7 separate regions of the Mus musculus genome follow, and regions 1, 3, 4, 5, 6 and 7 are each linked to region 2. The links are chromatin contacts, called in public HiCAR-type, HiChIP or PLAC-seq and promoter capture Hi-C maps. All regions are on one chromosome and are shown on one strand. Each heading gives the region's core, a stretch centred on a gene start, on an enhancer-like site or on the middle of the called end of the contact. The rest is flanking DNA. Distances are from core to core; before and after follow the strand shown.

Region 1 (2,997 bases), core at 115-2,614, 1.7 Mb before region 2:
CTGACTACGTCAGCAGTCCGGGTAACCAACGGGCTTGGGACGCAGGCACACGCAACATTCCAGCCAAGAGCGGGTTTGAAACGCGCAGACACGCCACATTCCACACCGGCTAAAGCAGGGCAAGGCAGGGGGGCCTAGGGCTGCCCCCAGCGACCCGCGGGACACTCACATGCACCCAATCAGCGCAGCTCTCAGCCAAAGCTAGACGTGCGACCCAGCCCAGCTCTGGGAGGCGGGGTCAGGCGGGGCTGGCCAGGATCATAAGACACGCGATGTCATTTCATTCTGCAAAGGCCGCCTCCGCCCCAAGCAGCGCGTAGATCTGCCGGGAGCGCTCCCCGCACCCTCCAGCCCAGGCCAGGGAATCCGAAGAGCAGCTCGGCGTAGAGTATTCCCCACCCCCACTCAGTTACGCACACGCCCACTCGTGTGCTGTACAAACACACCCGTGTACAGGTCCGTTCATCCGCTCTTCCCCGGTTCCCATCACACATCATCTTGGTGCTCACACGCAAGCACACGCGGGTCTGCCACCCCCACACATCAACATCCCTCTCCCCATCCCCCGGTTCACACATCCTCAATGGTAGCGAGGGCGCCGCCCGCCCACAACTAAGGGGCCCCCCACTGAAGGTGTACGGGGGTGCCAGTCAGCTAGGGTGGTACCCGCAGAAACTGGGTCCTTCTTTGCATGTTAATGAATTCATTAATTATTTTCAACGTTCGCATCACTCCTCCCGGACGGCAGCTCTTGCGGGGAGTTTGTGCCCGGCTTTTTAGGTCGCGCCATAGAGGGGCCTCCCTGCGATTTCCAGTGGGTTCAGGGATCGGGGTCACTGGCCTCCCCTTCTGCCCAGTGCCCCAGGGGCCCAGCCGGGCCGCTCACCACGTGCTCTCTGTTGTTGCTGCGCTTGCCATTCCAGGAAGCGGGCCGCCTCCAGTAGCGTCTCTATGCTCATCGCGGCGAGAGCAGCCGGGGGCGCGCCGGGGCCGAGGCTGCGGCCCGCGAGCCAAGCACAGGTCAGGCTGGCGGGCCGGCAGGAGGGAGGGATCACCTCCGGGGGGCGACAGGGCTGGGCGGCGCAGCGCACTCCTCAGAAAAGAACGGGGGAGCACGGGGAGAAAAATCAATGTCTCCCAAAATATTTGCAAAATAAAAATTTGCAAATTAAAAAAATTTTGATGCAAAAAATAAAAAAGGCGGCACTGCCTTCTTCCTTCCTTCTTCCTCTTCCTCCCTTCCGATGCCTCCCGCCCCGCGGCCCCCGGAGTCCCGCCGACAAGAAAGGGCTTTGCAACAAGATGGCGAGGAGGCACCGACACACACAACAAGGGAAGGAGCCGCGCTGCCCCCGGCCGCCGCCCCCGCTACTACACCGGGGCCGCAGCCAAAGCCCGGACCGGAGCCCCCGCCCGCAGGGCCGCGGCGTCTCACTGAGGGCGGGGCCGCGCCAGGGATGGCCCCGCCCACCGCGCGCGCACACGTGGCTTGGGTGGGGGTGAGAAGATGGAACCAGGCTTCCTCGCTGTTTCCGCTTTCCCTACTTGCCCCTCCTCTCCGTGGCCAGCCACAAGTTAAACGGGGTTTGCGTGCTTAGGGCATTCACGGCGGGATCTGCCTTGCTGAGAGAATGGGAAGCCCAAGGCTTCGGTTAGCTGAGACAGCGGTGACACAGGTCAGGGAGACCTATAGTCTGACCCCTAGGTCTCTTCGCCCCACGTAGACACGACCTAAATCCCGCAGCCGTCCGGTCTGTCGCAATTCCCCCCGGGATCCGCCCCTGGGCGGAGCTGACAGCAGGCTGCTAGAGTCCTGACAGAGGGACGGGAGAGCTGATCCCGTTCCGGATTTTGTCTCTGTTCCTCCCCCCGCAGTGCGTTCGCATCCTATTAGGCTACATCACCAGGCCGCCCGCCAATGGGCGGGCAGGACAACACGGCATGGAGCAGCTCCACATGGACACCCCGCGCCGCCAGCCTTCGGTTTAAAGGGACAGTGTCTACAGGGTCGTATTAGCGGGTGCGGATAGGGCCACCGGGTGACGGAAGGGTGAGACACCTACAGGGGAATTCCGCAGTCCATCCCCTGCTTTACATTACCCTCCCATTCAAAACCAGGGCTTACTTCCCTTCTCCTAAATTCTTTGTCCACCGGTTTCTGATATGGGTGGGGACTAAAAGTGTGCCACTCTAGAGGGCACCTCGTTGTTGGGCCCCGGCACCAGTAATCAAAAGGAGAAGCGTCCAAAGCCCAGGCCGAGGAGGCGTGGCCTAAATCAGGAACAACAACGTGGAGGGCGGAAGCCGCGCGCTACCCTAGCGGCCCGCTGGGCGCGGGGCGGGGTCGCTCACTGTGTTGGGTTGGAACCGCGCACTCTCCTAAGCTCGCCAGTCAGTCTTTATCTTGGCTGCAGGGCTTAGGACTGTCCCTAGGTACAGTCAGAAAGATCTTTGAAGTCAGCTTGCCCAAATCATTGCACTTTGCAGGTAAGAAAACTGAGGCCCAAGTGAAGGGACTACTCCAACTGCTCCTTGTTCATTGAGCAACTCGTAGTCTAGTCAGACCTCTCTCAACCGCCAGCTGCCTCTTACCACCTCGGGTCCTCGCAAAAGTGAAGAACTATCAAACTGCAGTTCAGGAAGGGGGCTGAGCACTTACATCTTCTTGATTAGGACAACAAAAATATCCTACATCTGGAACTCTCTTTGGTGGAAAGCCATACAATCTCCATTCGTACAGTTAGCATTGAAAAGCACTAGAATATTATGGGCACAACGAAGCCGATGCAATTACTCTCAGTGCTAGGGATAGTCAGTTACCTGTTAATGCTTCAACCTCCATGGTAGCCAATGCAAGGGAAATGGAGACATGCCAGTCGGTGCTTTCAGGATCTTGGGCTCCATCGCACAGCACCGGAAACCCAACCATAAGATCGTAGAGCGGGCCACCGTGACAATCCAACCTATCCAACATTACCTGCCTACTTCAGGAGCTGC
Region 2 (2,767 bases), core at 258-2,757:
TACTCCCACACACACCTTCCTTCACTTCCACCAGCAAGGTCCAAAAAGAGACAAAGCCCTAACTTAAGGGAGAAGTCAGGCAGCAAAGTGGCTCTCCCTAGGTCCTAATTACACCCTCCTTTTCCAGATAGGGTCAAACTCGATGATCTTTCTGGGGCAGCCAGTGAAGGATCCTAGAAAAATCAGGCTGGTACAAATTGAGTAAAAACTGGGATATCCTAGCCGGAAGCTCACCCTCCCAAGCCACCTTTATCAGTAGCTTTGTTGCCCCCACCCTCCAACACACCCATCTAACAAGGCCCATCCCTACAGTTCCAGGACTGTGGACACAAGTCACACCTGTGACTCCAACACTTGGAAGGCTAAGAAGGGAGTACTGCCAGAAGTTCAAGGCCAGTTTAAGCTTAAGAGTAAGGCCCTGTCTGGGGAGTGATTTGTGTCCTTCCTAAAAGCTTCCTTTTAGGAAACTGGGCACTGATGCTTCTCTCTTGGGATTCAGCTGCTCAGGGTTGGCCAGCGCCCCCATCAGACTGTAACATCTACCCCTCCATCCTGTTGCCTATTCAAATACACCTGATTGATACACAAGACAAACCGAGAAGGAGGCCCTGGAAAGGTCTAGAAGCTTAAGTGTCATGCACAGGACAAACACTAAGCATCAAGGGCTGAGTACCCTAAAAAGTTCAGAAGACCAAGCCTTAGCTCTCGAGGGGTCTGTCCCAAGAGCAGCGAGGCCGGATGAGAAGCGGGAAGGGGGATGCACAAACTCTGGCCAGCCCCACCCCCTAAATCTCCTACGGCTCGGCGGCGGCGGCGGCGGCGGCAGTGTGCCGGCTGGAGCAGAGGAAACGCTTCCTCATTCCAGAGGCTGCGACTCACAGGACATCGGCGCCCGCCCCCCACGGCCGCCCAGCTGGGGACAGGAGGCCCAGGGCAGGGGAGTTTTCTAACACTCCCGCGGACCAGCCTTTCTCCTACGTCCTCCCGGTCTGCGCCTAGTAAAAGGTATCCACCCGACGGCGGCAGTGCACAGGATCTGGCCTCTGCCCAGGGTCCCGGGAGGCTCTTAGGTCCCAGCCACCTCTCCAGGCCAGGGAAGGCTGCAGCACTGTTAAGCAGAAACGGCCACCGGAATATACGCAGGAGCCCCGGGTCCTATACTTTCTCAGCCTGTCTAGATGTCAGTTTGCCGCTCTGCGAAATGGGGGTGAGCCAAGAGGAGAAGGAGCCCGCGCAAGCGCACTCACCACTACGGCGGTGACAGGCTGGCCCGGGGTGTAGGACATTTCGACCGAAATCTGTCAAGGAGACAGCGCCCGGTGAGACCCCCAGCGAGAATGCCCGCGGCCGCGCCCTCCCTGGTTAACAAAGGGCAGCCCTGCTCAGCCCGCCCCCTCATGAATACTTAAGAAGTCTCTAGCCAATCAGCATCTGGAGCGCTGTTGGGCTTTCCGGAGTCCCGGGACTTGTGTGCTGAAGTGGGGCGGGAGGGGAGAGCGCCCGAGGCGCAAGCGTAGGAGGGTGGGGCGGAGTTTGTGCGCCTGCGCAAACCGAGCCCTCCCAGCAGCCTCCAGCGCAAGATGGCGGCGCGGGACTCTCCGCTTTTTCCTGTCTGAGGGAACACGAGGGACTGTGTGCCGCGGCGTCTCAGGTAACTCCGCGAGCCTGTCGGGCGTGTGCTGATGTGCTGCTGTCCCGGGCCGGCCCGAGCCTCAGTTTCGGCGTGCAGTGGAGGTCAGAGGCCCCCAGCACGGCGTCGGAGGTCCCAGGGGGAGGAGGCGCCGTGCGCTCAGCTCGCCAGGCTTCGGGCTCCACTTGTAACTCGGTTTTCTCCACAGCTCCGCGTGAGTCGGCGTGAAGGCAGAAGCGGAGCCCCGGCGGGTGCGATGGCCGCGGTGGTGGCCAAGCGGGAAGGGCCGCCGTTCATCAGCGAGGCAGCCGTGCGAGGCAACGCCGCGGTCCTGGATTACTGCCGGACCTCAGTGTCAGCGCTGTCCGGGGCCACCGCCGGCATCCTCGGCCTCACCGGCCTCTACGGCTTCATCTTCTACCTGCTTGCCTCCGTCCTGCTCTCCCTGCTCCTCATTCTCAAAGCGGGAAGGAGGTGGAACAAATATTTTAAGTCACGAAGACCTCTCTTTACGGGAGGCCTCATTGGAGGCCTCTTCACCTACGTCCTCTTTTGGACCTTCCTCTATGGCATGGTGCACGTCTACTGAAATGAGGGCAGGGGTGACTTTAAAACAGATCGGCAAGGCTCTTGCCAGAATTAACACCGGGTAGACTTACTTAGATTTTAAATTGTTGGAATTCGCTGCTTGTTCTGTACTGTTATAATTTATATCTGAAGACAGAGCCTGTAATATTATTCTTCAGATTAAATGAAGTGTGACACCTTGTCGTTCCTTGCTTAGCCAAGCTTTGAAGTCGCCAAGATTTGCTCCCTGGAGAGCAAGTACGAGGCCACAGCCTGTATATTTTTTTGGATTTAACGCCTAGTAAGTCCAAAGGGACCTCTAGAGTATACATGAGAGAATTTAACGTTAACATCTTAAGAACTGGTAACAGTTCGTGTTACTAAGCTTTCACTGTGTACCGGCATTGTGTGTTTTCATTCTCGCCATAGCAATGGAGATGTTACTGCTAACTTTCTGTTAATGAAAAACCTGAAGCACAGAGAAGTTAGTTGTCTCTGCCAGAAGTGGCTCGTCTGGAAGGGGGCAGGGCCGAGGTCCAGTTGCAAGTCTGTTTGCTTTTGCTGGATTGG
Region 3 (2,770 bases), core at 41-2,540, 1.5 Mb before region 2:
CAAGTGCTAGGCCCATTAGGGCCATCCTTACTCCCGTGTTAGCCTTAGTCTGCTCACCGGAGCTGGGAAGAATAAGGAGATGAGCTGAGGAAAAGAGAGATAAAGAGGGTCTGCACTCACTGGCATCCTGGGTAGAAAGGACCAGGCTGGCTCTGAGGAAAAGTGAGGAGGCCCTAGGAAGGGGTTTCCAGTTTCAAGGCTGGAGCCTGAGACTTGGTAAAAAACTAACAGAAAGGGCACAGGCTAAGTACAAGAGAAGTAGGCCCCACCCCTAGACAAGCCTCTGCCACTCCCAAAGCCACCACCACACAGCCCCCACGGGGGAGAGCTGGGCGCTCCACTCCACACTAATGACCTTTGCCTTAAAAAAACAGCAGCTCTAGTCTGACCCACTTTTCGCAATAAGGCAGGTTAATGATCAAGTTCAGGCACAAACACCTCCCCCTGACAAACAGCTAGGCTTTGCCCACACACAGGCAGGACCCCAAACCCCTGATCAAGTGGAGGCCAGTAACTAAAAGAATTGAGACCACAGCCTGATGACTTGGGGTTAAGCCCTTGTCTCTAAGAATGTACCAGAGACAACCCACCCCAATAACACACACACACACACACCCCAACTTGCGCTCTTCCCATAGTCCAAGTTTGGGCAGCTCCAAACTGAGCCTCACTCACAGTGCTGCAGCTCTGCCGCACAGGAACGTCTAGGACAAGAGAACCAGAAGGTGGCAGGGCCGCAAGTGTCACTGCCCCCAGCCCCAAGAGCTCCCCAAGCAGGGGCGCGGAGGGGGTGGGGCCGCCGATTCCATCGGTCTGCGGCGGCGGCGCACCCTGAAACCAAACCGCGTGTGCGCGCACGTGTCCCCGCGATCTTGCGCGAGTGTGTCCGCCGTGGATGCCCTTCCACGGTCCCCACGTGCGAAGTCCAGGCCGTAGCCGGGGGTGCCACTGAAGGTGACCTTCAGGGCGGGGGCGGCCCAGTGCACCGCCCACACTGACGCGGAGGGAAGACGGTTGTTCCCACCGAGTCCCGAGCCCTCCGGCCGGACTCGGCCCGGGCTCTAGCCCAGCTGTCCCTGCCCCCGGCCCACTCACTCACCAGCCGCGTTCGGCCGCCCCTTGCCGCCGGCCTGCGAGCCGTGCTCCCGGGCGCTGTCGGCCGGGGCGGCCGCCGGCAACTCGTCCGTCTTGATGACCATGGCGGGAGCAGGCGTCCGGCTCGCCTGTCCGCGCCGCACGCCGCGCCACTAACCCAAGTGCCCTGCGCGCCACGGCCGCTGCGGGAAGGACGGAGTCACCGGCCCACGTGGTGCGCGCTTTAGCCTTTGACCCCGCCGCCGCTCCCCTACCCCGCCCTCGCGCCCGGCCTGCCCACGGCAGACGACGAGGGACAAAACACCGAGCACTCCGTAGTCAGTTCACAGATTCAGTGACTCTTTCAAAGCCTTAAAGGCAACGCGTCCGGGCTCAAAGGGGAGAGGCCTCGGCCCCCTGGTGAGGCGGGGCTTCCGGGAGACGTTTCCTAGGTTCGCCGCCCGTTGGGCGGGCGCCGTGACCTTGGGTGGAGACTTGTCTAGGACTGCCTTCGCTCCCTATTCCCCCTCCCCCAATGACCCTCTGCTTCTTATTGAGCATCTGCCAAAAGACCGCGTCGTTCTAAAGCAGCTTTGTTATCACGACCCTCTGTATCCTCCTCACCGAGTGGGCTCTTTCCTACTGAAGGGAAGGGTCTAGAGTGTATTTGGATTATTGAGGAAGATCGCTTCTAGGCCTTTTGGCTAAGATCAAGTGTGGATTATTGAGGAAGGTGTGCAGGTTGCAAATATGCATAAAGTGTCAGAAACAGACTATGAAAACTTGGACTCAGCACCATGGGCTCCTCCCCTATCTGTGTAAAACACACACACACTCACTCACTTCCAGGCCACTATCTTGGTTTACAGTGAAGGACAATGAGGGCCAAAGTCACAGAACAAGTTCAGATTTAGACCAATAAATAGATCCTTACTATAGTTGTTATCTATTTTTCAGTTCTTTTGGTTGGGTGGGGAATAAGGAGTGAGGTCCATGATTGCTGGGGGAGGGGGGGTACTTTTCTTGTGTGTGCCCTACTGAGTATTAAATTCAGGACCTCTGGCATGGTAAAGGTGTCTACTGCTGAGAGACAACCCTAGTCTCAGGTGATATTGAAACCAGGTCTATCCAGACAGTTATGTTCAGGCAGAGAGGGGACAGGGTAAGCCTTCCATGCACAGGTGGAAAAGCCCTTTGTGAAACACTAAACACAGTCTTTACACTTGCTAGGATTTAATGGACCCTGGCAATCTGAGGCTGAGATGGGAGCGGTCTACATACACCCTTGTATACATTGCAAAGGAAAGTTAAATCTGCTTTCCTTTTAGAGATCTAGTGTGACCACAAGGGCCTGCAATCCCAGTTCTTGATAGGTAAAGGCTGGAGGACCTGAATTTGGAGACCAGCTTGGGCTACATAGTAACACACTGTCAGAATAGAATACATAGGAAGTTCAGTTTGCCCCTAGAGCACATGTGATGATGAGAACTGAAGCCAAAAGAAGAAGGAACCCTCCATTGAAGGGAGAGGGAGGAGAGAAATGTATGTGTCAGAAAGATCCTCTTGACTGTTATGTGAGGGCAAAGGAGAACTGAGCAGGACTAAGGAGAAGTGATTTCAGGCTATTGCACAAGGAAGTTGGAAGAATGACCAAGACCTTATTGCTGGGTGCACATAGAAATCAGGCAGCAGGAAC
Region 4 (2,801 bases), core at 199-2,698, 1.5 Mb before region 2:
AGCCATTCCATGCTGGAATAAGGGATGTGTGCTTCCTTCCACCCAAGGTTTGCTCCATTATTATTTATTCTTGGAGACAGGGTTTCTCTATGTAGTTGTCTGTCCTGGAATTCACTGGGTAGAGAAGGCTCTTGAACTTGGAAAGATCCACCTGTCTCTGCCTCCAAAGTGCTGATATTAAAACACCATGTCCAGCTTTAAATCATTATTTTAAGATAGGGTCTTACTATATACACCATGCTGGCTTCAAACTCGTGGCAAGTCTCCTGCCTCCGTCTCCTCAGTGTTAGCATTACAGATGTGAGTCACCCTAGCTTGTTTATTACTATCATCATTGTTTTTTGTTTTTTATAAAAAGGATGCTCCTGAGGCTTGCAGAGAACTTCTGGGCTCTTGCTGGTCTCCTGCCTCCTGAGTAGCTTGGGCTACGTGCCATGTGCCACTTTGTTTGGCTACTGGGTTTATTTTATACTGATACTGAGGCCAAAAAGAGATATGATAATTTAGTCAAGGTCACATTCCCAGTGGTGACACCAGGATTCATACTGGAGACATTAACTCTGCAGCTTCCCAAGTGATTTTTACAGTATTTACCTTCATCGAGGGACGCAATAGAATCAGTTAAGCCTCAGTGCTGGAAAACACAAGTGGATAATGAAGTAATCTCATTCAATACTTAAATATCCTATATTGAATAATTCAGAGCCCCAAACCTTCCCTTTCAAAAATCAAGTGTCTCTTTGTGGAATAAATTGACATCAAATCCCCCCAGATTTGTCATCAATATACAATTCATAATATAATAAAACACAGACATGTCTTGTAGAGAATAAAGTTCCAGGTCTTTCTGTGGATTTCAGTTTCCAGAATCTCTGATGAATACATGTGACTAAGGAAAAGAATAGCTGAATCACATCTACAGGCGATTCCTTCCGATTAAAAATCTGTACCAGAAAGGAACACAAGGCAATCCATCTGCCTTTTAACCTCAACAGCTCTTCTGCCCAAGCCCACCAATTTACTTTGGTCCTTTTGGGTGGGTGGGTAGGTGGGGGATGGGGAATAATCCCACAGGCTAAGGCAGAAAGGAAGCATCCTGGCTTGGCTCCTGCTCTAGCCAGCAGGGGCCGAAATGCCAGTGCACCGGGTACCCGCGGTCCGCCGGGACAGCGCAGTGACCGCTGAGGCAGAGCAAGAGTCGTGATGGACGCCAGCCGTCAGGCAGTTTAGAGCAAAAGGGAAGCTTCCCAAGGGATCAGGGGGCAGAAGCGAGAAAAGCCGCGGACGGGACGCAAGCTCGCCGGTCGGCTCGGGTACAGCCGCCAGCTCACCCTGCGGAAGGGCGCGCGGCCCAGGCCCAGGCCCAGGCCCAGGCCCGGCCCGCGCATGCGCCGCGGGCCCTCCGCTCCCCTCCCTCTTCCTGGCGGGTCTGGGGCGGCGGCGGCGCGGTGACGTCAGGGCGTTGGGGCAGCTCCTGTGACAGACGGAGCTGGAGCGGCGGGGCGGCGGCGGAGTCCGGCGGCCGAGATAGCGAGTGAGGGAGCGAAGGAGCAGCGAGCCGAGAGTCCAGGGAGCGAGGAGGACCCGGAGGGGAGCGCTCAGGCGCGAGCGAGAGGACGAGCGAACGCTGGGCTAGGGCTCGAGCCCCGGAACGGCCGAGGAGCCCGCCCGCGGCCCTCCCCTCCCCCTCCCCGGGACCGGGCCCAGCGCGCCATCCTCCCCCTCCCTCCCTCCCTCCCTCCTTCCTCCCTTCCCTCTCCCTCCCCCTCCCCCGCTGGTGGATGGGAGTGAAGGACGGAAGAGGCCCTGCGGAGGCGGTGGTGCAGCGCTCCGGTAAGGCGGCGACGCTCTGCGCCCTCCCCTCTGTCTCTTCCATCGCGCTCGGGTGGCTGCGGGCCGGGCCGGCGGCCTGACGATGTGGCTGCGCCGGTCCCCTCCCTCCCATTCTCCCCTCCCCCTGCCGCCGCTGCCTCCTCCTTCTTCTTCTCCTCTCCTCGCTCTCAAAATGGCGGCCGCGACGGCCGTTGAGTGAGAGGCACCGAGGAGGGGGCCCTGGCCTGGGAGGGCGCTGCCCTGGCTCCGGTTCCTCCGACCCTGGCAGTGGGCTACTCAGGCTGCTGAGGGTTCAAGCCGTGGCCTCTCGGGCGGCATCGCCCTCCTGCCGCCGTGACTTAGCAAGAAAAGTATTCTTGGGTGGGAAGGGCGTGGATAGCAGGTCGCTCTCTGATCTTGGGGAAAGGGCTCAGCCCTCCTGGGCCGCGGAAGCGAACCCGCAGTCCCCACCCCTCCTTGGCTGGCGACTCGCCGCCGGGGCTCCAGCAGCTACCAGGCCTTCCAGGCGTCGGGTTCTCCGCTTGTCCTTAGGTTGAGGGTGGACCCGGGGAGGATGGCCCGCCGCTCAGGCCCTCGGCCCCCCGGTGCGGTGGTGGTCCAGCCTCTGCATTCAGTAAAGATCTGCAGCATCCACCCACCGAATCGGGCAGGATTTTCCTTTTTGCTACTGACTCCTCGCACGGGAGTTGTCTTTTGACGTTGCTAACACTGAGCTCCCAGGTTCTCGATCATTCCCTTCATCCCATCTCTCCACTCCATTAGGAAACGCTGTGACTATTTACCCTCTCTAGCCTCCCAGGTGAGAAAATGTTTTTTTGAGACGGTGGGCTGATTTCGTCTCCCAAGAGGAAAGAATTTCAGTCTTGAGATAGGAGAAAGCAAGGTGCCTGGCTTTATTTGTTATCCTGCCTGCTTTTTCCAGTGACTTAGCAAGAAACTCCTTGGGAGGAGCGCAGGAAATTTTCTGT
Region 5 (2,809 bases), core at 156-2,655, 1.6 Mb before region 2:
TTATTTTTTGTATATGAGTACACTGTAGCTGTCTTCAGACACAGCAGAAGAGGGCATAAGACCCCATTACAGATGGTCATGAGCCACCATGTGGGTGCTGGGAATTGAACTCAGGACCTCAGGAAGAAGAGTCAGTGCTCTTAACCACTGAGCCATCTCTCCAGCCTCCCGCCCACCTTCTGTCTTTGAAATTTACTCACTTGGCATTCCCCACACATTTGCTTTAATTAAAAAAAAAACCTTCCCTACCAGTAAACTTCATGAGGGAACATATTTGTTCCCTGCTGTACCCCAATACTCAAAATAGGGCCTGTAAGGGGAGGCACTCAACTGTTGGTTGACTGGGAAGAATATGAAGTCACCAGGAGATCTAGCTCCGAGTGACAGAGCATGTGTCTAGCACGTGCAAGGCCTGGGCTCAGTCATCAACACCAAAGAAAATAAAGGAAATAACTATGAAATACTTTCCATCTGTGTGAGACACACACAGCATTCTCTTTCTGAATGGGCAGCCCAGTTGAGTCTCAACAATAACAAAAAAAGGCTCATCGGAGCGAGTCCAAAACCCAAAAGACCTCTAGGCCAGCCTTCTTTCCTCTTTAAAACTTCATGTTTCCTGGGTTTCTCTTGGCCTTTATCTCTTCACACATCATTTCTTCTAAAACTGAAGCTTATAGGATACTCTAAATTTGGCTTTTATGATGTCAAACTATGGAGGCAATAGAGACAGACCAGCGTTCAAGAGCACCAGCTGGTCTTCCAAAGGACCAGGGCTCGATTCCCAGCACCCGTATGGCTGCTCACCTAGTGCCATGACACAACCCTCTTCTGGCCTCTGCCTGCACTGTGCACGTGCTGCACAGACGTCCAGGCTGGCAAAACACCTACACCTACAAACTGTTTTGTGGGTTTGTTTTTTTTAAGTTTTTAGGAGGAACAGAAAACTCAACAGATGTCTCCCACCTAGACCCCAACACTTCCGTTTTCTCTTCACGCCCCCACCTCACAAACTTGACTTCTCCTCCGCCACTTCCCCGGCTCATCCACACCTTCTTCCCCTGGGTTTCAGCGCTCTCTAAGCATTGGCCTAGGCGAGGGACGAGGCCATCTCTCCTCCAGCTCCTCCCACCTACCGCCGGCCTTCGCGCACACCCGCCCGGGTCCCCGGCTTCTGACCCAGCGGTAAGCCCCCAAGGATCCGAGAACCGGAGGAGAAAAGCAGGTGAGCCGCTTCTTAGGCGATCCTTGTGCGCAACCGGATAAGAGATTTTTGAACCACGCACCTCGCAGGCCAATGGAGCAGGCGGACGGAGTGCGGACAGGCCCGCAATCACCAAGCCCACACCACTCACACAGCCAAGCTCCTGGAAACGCAGATGCTACGCTCCAAGCGCGCCGCCATCTTGCGCAGCCAATCCGCGCCGTGACTGGACAGACTACTCTCGCGAGACTTTTGACTTAGCCTAAAGAAAGAAGGAACTATCGCGATACTTGGAGACGGCGGTGAGTTTTCACCCAGGTTTGGGGGTGTGGTCGGCCGGGAGTCTTCTTAGGTTAGCGGATGGAGAAGACCTCACTAGTCCGCTGGCATGCAGCTATGTGATGGAGCCCGGCCAGGAACTTGGAACTACCCTCCTCCCCTGGCCTTTCTGGGTGCTGGGATTACAGGGATGGGCTACCCCACCAAGTTGTAAACGTTTGTTTTCCTTTGTTTTGAATGTAGCTTTCTTCAGCTCTCCCCAGCCTTACTAAATAGTACTAAATCTAGTCTTGGACAGGAAATAGGAAGGCTAGATGGGTTTGATGGCAATTAACACTTAAGTGCACAGCAAATCTGTGTGATGACACAGTAGTTACAGATAAACCTGTGAGATGGGTAAATAACTGGTACTTAGAAACTGTTTTGGGTGGGATAGGGGACGGGGAAATGGCTACCCTAACAAAAGACCCAGGTTCGAGTCCCAGCCCCAATATGGTGACTCGAAACCAGCTGTAACTCTAGTCCCTAAGTGCCCTCTGGAAGGCACACGTGCACGTGGTGCACAAACATGGAGGCAAACAGCCATACACATAAAGGTAAACCTCTTTTTAAATTCTATTTTTTTTTTTTAAAGAAACTGATTTGGCTAAAAAAAGCATTGAATCTGGACTCACGAAGCAAAAGGATAAAATCCTGGCGTGCGTTTGTTTGTTTGTTTGTTTGCTCGAGACAGGGTTTCTCTGTGTAGCCCTGGCTGTCCTGGCACTCACTTTGTAGACCAGGCTGGCCTTGAACTCAGAAATCTGAACTCAGAAATGCCTCTGCCTCCCCACCAATAGGCATTTCGTTGTCAGTTTTGTACGATGTTCTGTTCCAGATTGGCCAAAGGGTGTTTTCAGATTGTCTGTGTCAGTCACCTGGAATTCCTGGAACAGTAGGACTGATCAAGAAATACTTTTATAGAGCAATGCTAGGCCTCAAAGGACGGGAATGCCTCCTCTGTACTCACTGAGGGCAATTACCTGCATAGACGAAGCTATGTGCTGCAGAAGGAACAGTTGTCTTCAGGGAGCCCAGTTGCTTCCCTCCACCTTGCAGACCAAGCAGAACAGGACCAAGACCACACTGACCTTGGCTACTTTATTAGCTATGCTAATACCCCCCCAATTGCCCTACCCCCAATTTTTCCTTCATTTAACCCTAAGTATGGTGTTATAGGCCTGTAAATCCAAGCATTTGGGATATTGAAGCTGGAGTATGAGTTCATCCTATACTGTCTATCAAGTTCCAGGCCACCCTGGTCTACATGAGACCTTGCTCAAAAAGCCA
Region 6 (2,763 bases), core at 35-2,534, 1.7 Mb before region 2:
TGGGGTGGGGGCGAAACTAAAATTTTAGGTTTCTGACTTGAAAGTTGGGTATGGTGGCATATGCATATAATTCCAGCACTCTGAAGGCTTCAGTCAGGAAAAGTATCCAAACTCAAGGCCAGGTTGGGTTACACAGTAAATTCAAGGCCAGTATTGGCTACAAGGTGAGACTTTGTCTCAAAAGAAAAACAAACACAAAATAAAAGATACTGCTGCCTTGGCAAAAGTTTAGCTTCTCCACCAAATGTGAACCAAGATAAAGCCGTTTAACCTCAGCACCCTGAGTAAACTTTTAAACTTAGTTTTGGGGCGGAGCCAGGAGAGGTGGTGACTACTATTTTCCAGAGGAGAGAGAGAAAACAGCCTGGTTAATCCAATTCAGTTGGCCAATAAAAACCAACCTCACAAATTCTAGCCACAATCCTAGAGAAGGTATCTTCTGTAACTGTCATCCTAAGCAACACTGGCTAATGAAGGAGACCAGACACCAAAATATTTCTCGCGCTTTTCTGATGCGAATGGAGACTGGCAAATTAAGCATTCTCTCTGATCACAACTGCTCCCACACACGCCAAGACCAAAACAAAACCGAGTCAGCTCTCTGAGGTCCTGGATCCCTCCAGTGGCCTAGCACTAGAAACCAGCCTTGGGGGGTGGGGGGGGGGGGTAAGTTCAGCAAAGGAAGTCCTAGCCTGTTAAGCCTTTCTCCTCAATTTCCCCAGCTCCTCCTCTCCGACGCGGAACGGAGGACTACGGAAAGGTACACATACACAGACTATTCTTTTGGGAACAATACGTCTCGGGGCCTCTACCGGACCCTAGCACCCAAGCCAGTTCGTGTCTCCTCCGGACTGGAACTCAGGCGCTGGCGTGAGAGGGTTAGGGCACCGGAGAACAACCACGGCGCCGCGCCGAGCAAGAGGGCGGAGGCTGAAACTCGCGCTTGGGCTCTGCCCCGAGGGCCCGAGGGAGCGGAGCGACAGCCTCGCTGTCTCCCAGGGGCCGCCGCAGGCCCGGGCGCACTGTTGGGGAAGGGGCGGGGGTTCGGAGCGCCGCGGACGGGGCGGGGAGGAGGCAGAGGAGAGGGAGGCGGGGCGGGCAGGCCCGGCCCAGCAGCTGGGCGGCGCAACTCACCTCTGCTCCCGGCCTGCGGAGCCAGAGTGGCCAGGATCCCTCGCAGTTCCGATGCGGAGATCCGCACACGCTCCAACCCCTCCGCCATCTTCGCGGCGGCTGCTACAGCTGCGGCGACTCGGCCACCGCCGCGCGCAGCCAGGAAACCACGACGGACGGGCGGCGCGCGCTCACCCACTCCCACCCTTTTCCCCGCCCCCCTCCTGCCTGCCCTCCCCAAACGACGGTGGCCGCACTGGGAGCAAAAGCATTCAGCACGTTCAACTAGGGCCTTGCCGGAGCGGGCGAATCGGCCGCGGAGACGGCGTGTGCGCGTGCGCAGAGGTGTAAAGCTAGGACGGTCCGCCGAGGCTCGGAGGTGGAGGCGCAGCGCTCTGGAGGCGAGGTGAGGCGCAGCCAGGTGTGACTCGCCCATGTCAGGTGGGCATTCGGGTCTAGGGATGCCAGTATTGCTGCGGTGACCACCGAGGACACTGCTTTTGATCTGGGGCTCGGATTGACGGAGACATCCTACAACCCGGCCTCCTCCGATCATTTTAGGCCGAAGTCTCCTTACCGTAGGCCTGGATTGTGGAGTTTAAATATCTTTTATTATTATCCCCATTACTGGTAAACGGAATCTCAGAGAGTGGAAGAAGTAAATTGCTCCGTGTATCGTTTGATTGTACCAGAGTACTAAAGTCTATGACAGTTCATCCCTAAGACTTGCTGGAGGTCGTTGTGTGGAGGTAAAAAAAGAAGGAAATTATTCGATCTGGGAATTACTGTTAGCATTGAGAATTTTTTAAAATTACTTTTTTAGTACTCAAGTCAATTCTCCCATCTTTACATCTTTAAATTTTTACTGATGCTGGTAAAAATAGCTCATTCTTATATTCACGGTACTTCAAAGGCTGTGGTGGGAGCATTGCAAGTTCAAGCCTGGGCAACATAGCACATTTGAGGCTAATCAAGGCAACATATTAGAAGACCTTGTCCCCCAAAAAGGAAGCAAAAAGTTAATTAGACTAGAAGATGGGTACTTTAAGCTCATTGACCATTAACTCCTATTAGAAACGGTGGGGTGGAGAAACTTCCTATCCAAAGACTGCCTTTCTCCAGTCTTTCCTTCTTCCCTGTCTCACACAGTCATTGACCCTTTAGACCTCAAAAAGTAATAACCAGTTATGCCTTGATCATAGTATAAAATATTTGATAGTACTCATACAGTTCCTGTTATGTGACAGATATTTCACCATCAAAAGAGAAAAATGCCGGGCGCACGCCTTTAATCCCGCACTGGGGGAGGAGGGGCCGGCAGAGGCAGGCGGATTTCTGAGTTCGAGGCCATCCTGGTCTACAAAGTGAGTTCCAGGACAGCCAGGGCTATACAGAAAAACCCTGTCTCGAAAAACCAAAAAAGAGAGAGAGAGAGAGAGAGAAAGACAATGACTGAGAAATAGTCAACAGCTCAAATGAATGGGTATAATTAATTAGAGTGGCCAGAACAAATGGCAGTTTTTGTCAAAAGATTTGAGAGGAATAGGAAATATAAAAACTGCTTTGCTGGGGCTGGCAAGATGACTCAGCGGGTAAGAGCACTGACCTGCTCAGGACCAAAGGTCCTGAGTTCAAATTCCAGAAACCACG
Region 7 (3,030 bases), core at 268-2,767, 1.7 Mb before region 2:
ACTCTGGGTTTACCTCCGTTTTCGGCCCATTTCCGTGTCCCATTTTCTAGTTTGAGACTTTACCAATCTCAAACCATAAGCTTCCCCACCCCCGCTTCTACTCACCGACTCCCTCTTTTGCTTTCGGAGCTGGCTGGCGCGATGCCTCTGGTCTATTCGGCTGAGCTGCCTCTTCAGCTTCTTGCAGAGGATTTTCGGTCCTACCCGGCCTGGAAGGCAGATCGGAAGTGGCTGCTCTTCTCCTCTCAGTCAAATCAACCAACAAGAACCTTCCTGCGCCGCTTAAGAGCCTTGGGCAAGGGTCCCAAGTCTAGTCTCGGTGTGGGCACGGGTACCGGCTAAGCAGCCCCTCTCCCTCCTGTCTACTCACCTTTGCTGTCCCGTTGTGCGGACCCACCGCCGTGATGCCGCCCGCCTTTATGAGCTTTATTCTGCTGCTTCAGCGGCCCGGAGCGGTGAGCCGCCATTCTGCAGTCCACGTGTGCACCAAGTGAACTCTACTTCCGGGCGGACCCGAGCGTTTCCGGCCCTGGGGACGGACTTCAGGCTTAGCACTTCCGCGACCTCTCGCGAGGTTTTTTGCCGCCAGCCTGCAAGCGCAGCGCCCTGAGTGTCCGCAGAGACGTCGTGGTGCCTTTTCCCACGCTGCAGTCCTCTGCTGAGAGATGGAGGATGCCGGCAGGAGTCTCCCGGCTCCGGCTCTGGATTAGGAGGTCAATTTTGCGCCCATCTTTCCATTTTTGCACGCTTCAGTTGCATCACGTGGGAAGAAATAAAAGTCTTTTCACGTAGACTATTGCACGCCGCTCTCTGCGGTCCCAGTGAACTGTACAAAGGGGTGACATTTGTACCTGAGTGGCCTTTCCTTTCCTCTATTACTCTAATTTCCAACGCGAAGCACTTAGAAGGGGCTCGTGTCACCGGCTCTGGAATGTCTCTTATTCCAACTCGCGCCCCCCTCTTCCCACAAATCTGCAAGATGAACCAAAGCGGATGTCGGCGACCCGGAGGAGGGCGAAGACTTCCCCTTGCGCTCGGGCACCTGTTCTTAGGAGCTCACAGTCGGGTCCTTGCTTTCCTCCTGCAAGCTTTGCGACTGAGCTGCAAGTAATATATGAACACTCCACAGGATCCGGAGGAGTGACAGGACCAGGTTCGAACCACAGTGACGCAGAGCCGAGACCCTGGCTCCGTATAGCTCCTCTCCCAGGGGCCAGAAGTCGGGAGCGGTCACGGTGGTTGAGGTTTGCCCAGACACAAGCACATTCCCAAAGTCCGCCCGCTGCGCGGCGCAGGCCGGAGCGGCTGACTTCCCAGCGCTCACAATGCGGGTTCGCGCCCTCGGGGCGGGAGCCGGCCAGTCGCCATGACAACCGTCCCTGCGGCGCGCGCCCGGCCCCGACGCCCCCAGGCGTCCGCACCCGCCCTTGACCCCCCCCCCCACCTCCCCAGTTGCGGCGCACACACCCCCTCCCTGCCGGCAGTGGGAAGGGGCCGGGCCTGCTGCCTGACGTCTGCGGGGCTCGGAAGATGGCTGCGGAGCTGAGCACCGGGCAGTGGCTGCGGCGGCTGCAGGCGGGGAGCGCAGCGGGCGGGGACTCCGCCTCGCGTGTGGGGCGCTGAGTCGGGAGGCGCGGAGGCGGTGAGGGCGCACCGGGGGCTCGGGGGGCCACTCGGTGCCACCTGCCCGCCACCTGCCGCACCATGGGCAGCGCAGAGGACGCGGTCAAAGAAAAGCTGCTGTGGAACGTGAAGAAGGAGGTACGGTCCGGGGCAAGGTCTCAAGGGGCTCGCACCCCTCCCGCGCTGGCTCGGGAGCAGAGAGGTGGAGGCACCCACGCGCGCGGCTGCCAGCCCACCGTGCCAGGCGGGGGCGGGGTCCTGGGCGGGCCGCGCCCCACGCCCCTCTCTGCATGTCCCGGGCAGCGCCCTCGGCCAGGGTCAGGCTTGCGCCCTGGGGCTTGTTTGCTCCACGGTGCTCCCGTTCCCCGCCCAGTGACGGCAGCAGCGCGGGGAGACCGCGATCGGGGGAGGGGTGGCGGCGATTGCTGGAGAACCCGAGTTGCCCATTCATTGCGGGTACTGCCCGGGGAGGGGGCGGGGTCCCCACGGGCCTCCTGGAGGCTGCGAGCCACAGTTCCAGGGGCTTCGCCCTCGGGTGTCCAACACACCGCCCTCTTGTGTTCCCCTGGCAAGTGAGTCGTGGCTAGCAGAGGGTTCGCTGCACACCTCACCGTTTCTCCCTCCACGCCCACCTCCTTACCCAGGAACTCGGGTATTTTTAAGAATGGTTTTTAAGACTCAGATTATTTTTGCCCTTTTGAGGGAAATCCTTCAGAAACAAGAGTTTCTCTCCACTAATTCCCTTTACCTTGACGCTGCTTAGAAGCTCATTTCAATTTCGGGGGTTGGGAGGGGGGGGCTGCTCATACGAATGACTCACCAGCTTGTGAAAGAGCCTGCAGTGTAGATGAGATGAGTGAGGCCTCCCTCCTCAGCCTGCCTCTCTAGCTGGGTCTACCAGGTGTGAACTATGGAAGGCAAAAACAAAACAAAACAAAACAAAAAACCTGTCTGCTTGTTCACTGTTTTGTTTCCAGAGCCTGGCACACTGGTAGGCACTCTAATAAATATAGCTGCTGATCCTGGAAACTGAGGTTTGGTGAGATAGTCTTGAGTTGTCCAGACTTACTTGAGCTTTACTTGTGAACTTGAGTAAAGTTACTTAAACTCAAGTCTTGGTTTCCTAGTTTCTTTTTAAAATAGGATAATACTGTTTCTCTCACATACATAAATGTATCATATTTTTTCATGCACCCTTGGAGTTTGACGGTGGTTTGAGAAGACTCTGGACTCTCTGCATTAACCCTGACCTGGCTCGTGTGCCCTAACTGTTCCCTTCCTTCTTGACATCACCTTTCCAGCTTGCATGAACAGCTTCACTGTGCTTTTGCTGTGAAGTGGCCAAGTGAGGGTTTCTTAGGCCAGGCGAATAGGAACTATGGGCATGTTGTTAACGTTATTTAAGAC

The links. Promoter capture Hi-C pulls out the DNA fragments that hold promoters and counts their contacts. HiCAR-type assays count read pairs that join an accessible place to other places. HiChIP or PLAC-seq counts read pairs in DNA pulled down with a chosen protein or histone mark.
Region 1: a contact with region 2 is called in a promoter capture Hi-C map of stem cell-derived epiblast-like cells, with 5 times the contacts expected there. The contact joins the promoter of Mnt here to the promoter of Tax1bp3 in region 2. A contact is called at or near these places in 16 of 39 promoter capture datasets (the 3T3-L1 cell line, the C10 cell line, the HPC-7 cell line and 10 more), 4 of 484 Hi-C or Micro-C datasets (embryonic stem cells, liver and uterus), 16 of 115 datasets of contacts at active chromatin or transcription factors (DN3 thymocytes, T-cell acute lymphoblastic leukemia, acute myeloid leukemia and 9 more) and 3 of 9 other capture datasets (adipose tissue, embryonic stem cells and liver).
Region 3: a contact with region 2 is called in an H3K27ac HiChIP or PLAC-seq map of extraembryonic endoderm stem cells, with 10 times the contacts expected there. The contact joins the promoter of Cluh here to the promoter of Tax1bp3 in region 2. A contact is called at or near these places in 10 of 39 promoter capture datasets (the 3T3-L1 cell line, the C10 cell line, the SN4741 cell line and 5 more), 3 of 484 Hi-C or Micro-C datasets (bone marrow-derived macrophages and embryonic stem cells), 12 of 115 datasets of contacts at active chromatin or transcription factors (astrocytes, bone marrow-derived macrophages, cardiomyocytes and 7 more) and 2 of 9 other capture datasets (adipose tissue and embryonic stem cells).
Region 4: a promoter capture Hi-C map of liver shows a contact between it and region 2, with 4 times the contacts expected there. The contact joins the promoter of Pafah1b1 here to the promoter of Tax1bp3 in region 2. A contact is called at or near these places in 18 of 39 promoter capture datasets (the 3T3-L1 cell line, 3T3-L1-derived adipocytes, the C10 cell line and 12 more), 5 of 484 Hi-C or Micro-C datasets (B cells, embryonic stem cells and pre-B cells), 10 of 115 datasets of contacts at active chromatin or transcription factors (the 230-238 cell line, bone marrow-derived macrophages, embryonic forebrain and 6 more) and 2 of 9 other capture datasets (adipose tissue and liver).
Region 5: a promoter capture Hi-C map of pre-B cells shows a contact between it and region 2, with 7 times the contacts expected there. The contact joins the promoter of Mettl16 here to the promoter of Tax1bp3 in region 2. A contact is called at or near these places in 13 of 39 promoter capture datasets (the 3T3-L1 cell line, 3T3-L1-derived adipocytes, the C10 cell line and 7 more) and 5 of 115 datasets of contacts at active chromatin or transcription factors (astrocytes, cardiomyocytes, embryonic forebrain and 2 more).
Region 6: a contact with region 2 is called in a HiCAR-type map of astrocytes, with 4 times the contacts expected there. The contact joins the promoter of Smg6 here to the promoter of Tax1bp3 in region 2. A contact is called at or near these places in 1 of 39 promoter capture datasets (cranial neural crest) and 1 of 115 datasets of contacts at active chromatin or transcription factors (astrocytes).
Region 7: a contact with region 2 is called in a promoter capture Hi-C map of pre-B cells, with 2.8 times the contacts expected there. The contact joins the promoter of Sgsm2 here to the promoter of Tax1bp3 in region 2. A contact is called at or near these places in 9 of 39 promoter capture datasets (the 3T3-L1 cell line, 3T3-L1-derived adipocytes, the HPC-7 cell line and 6 more) and 1 of 115 datasets of contacts at active chromatin or transcription factors (embryonic stem cells).

What each region holds. Positions count from the first base shown.
Region 1 is chr11:74,829,291-74,832,287 of GRCm38.p6, reverse strand. It overlaps Mnt (max binding protein), which reads right to left and starts at 1,364. Exons shown (of 6, transcript NM_010813.3): 1 at 887-1,364. The coding sequence starts at 959.
Region 2 is chr11:73,175,823-73,178,589 of GRCm38.p6, reverse strand. It overlaps Tax1bp3 (Tax1 (human T cell leukemia virus type I) binding protein 3), which reads right to left and starts at 1,507. Exons shown (of 4, transcript NM_029564.2): 1 at 1,248-1,507. The coding sequence starts at 1,286. Emc6 (ER membrane protein complex subunit 6) reads left to right here and starts at 1,548. Exons shown (of 2, transcript NM_025318.3): 1 at 1,548-1,651; 2 at 1,839-2,767. The coding sequence starts at 1,887. The coding sequence ends at 2,219.
Region 3 is chr11:74,648,024-74,650,793 of GRCm38.p6, reverse strand. It overlaps Cluh (clustered mitochondria (cluA/CLU1) homolog), which reads right to left and starts at 1,290. Exons shown (of 26, transcript NM_001081158.3): 1 at 1,100-1,290. The coding sequence starts at 1,199.
Region 4 is chr11:74,723,031-74,725,831 of GRCm38.p6, reverse strand. Pafah1b1 (platelet-activating factor acetylhydrolase, isoform 1b, subunit 1) reads left to right here and starts at 1,448. Exons shown (of 11, transcript NM_013625.4): 1 at 1,448-1,833.
Region 5 is chr11:74,769,459-74,772,267 of GRCm38.p6, reverse strand. Mettl16 (methyltransferase like 16) reads right to left here and starts at 1,405. Exons shown (of 10, transcript NM_026197.3): 1 at 1,284-1,405.
Region 6 is chr11:74,924,375-74,927,137 of GRCm38.p6, reverse strand. It overlaps Smg6 (Smg-6 homolog, nonsense mediated mRNA decay factor (C. elegans)), which reads right to left and starts at 1,284. Exons shown (of 19, transcript NM_001002764.2): 1 at 1,135-1,284. The coding sequence starts at 1,222. Srr (serine racemase) reads left to right here and starts at 1,190. Exons shown (of 9, transcript NM_013761.5): 1 at 1,190-1,519.
Region 7 is chr11:74,895,556-74,898,585 of GRCm38.p6, reverse strand. Sgsm2 (small G protein signaling modulator 2) reads left to right here and starts at 1,517. Exons shown (of 23, transcript NM_197943.3): 1 at 1,517-1,761. The coding sequence starts at 1,705. It overlaps Tsr1 (TSR1 20S rRNA accumulation), which reads right to left and starts at 506. Exons shown (of 15, transcript NM_177325.3): 1 at 371-506; 2 at 106-209. The coding sequence starts at 467.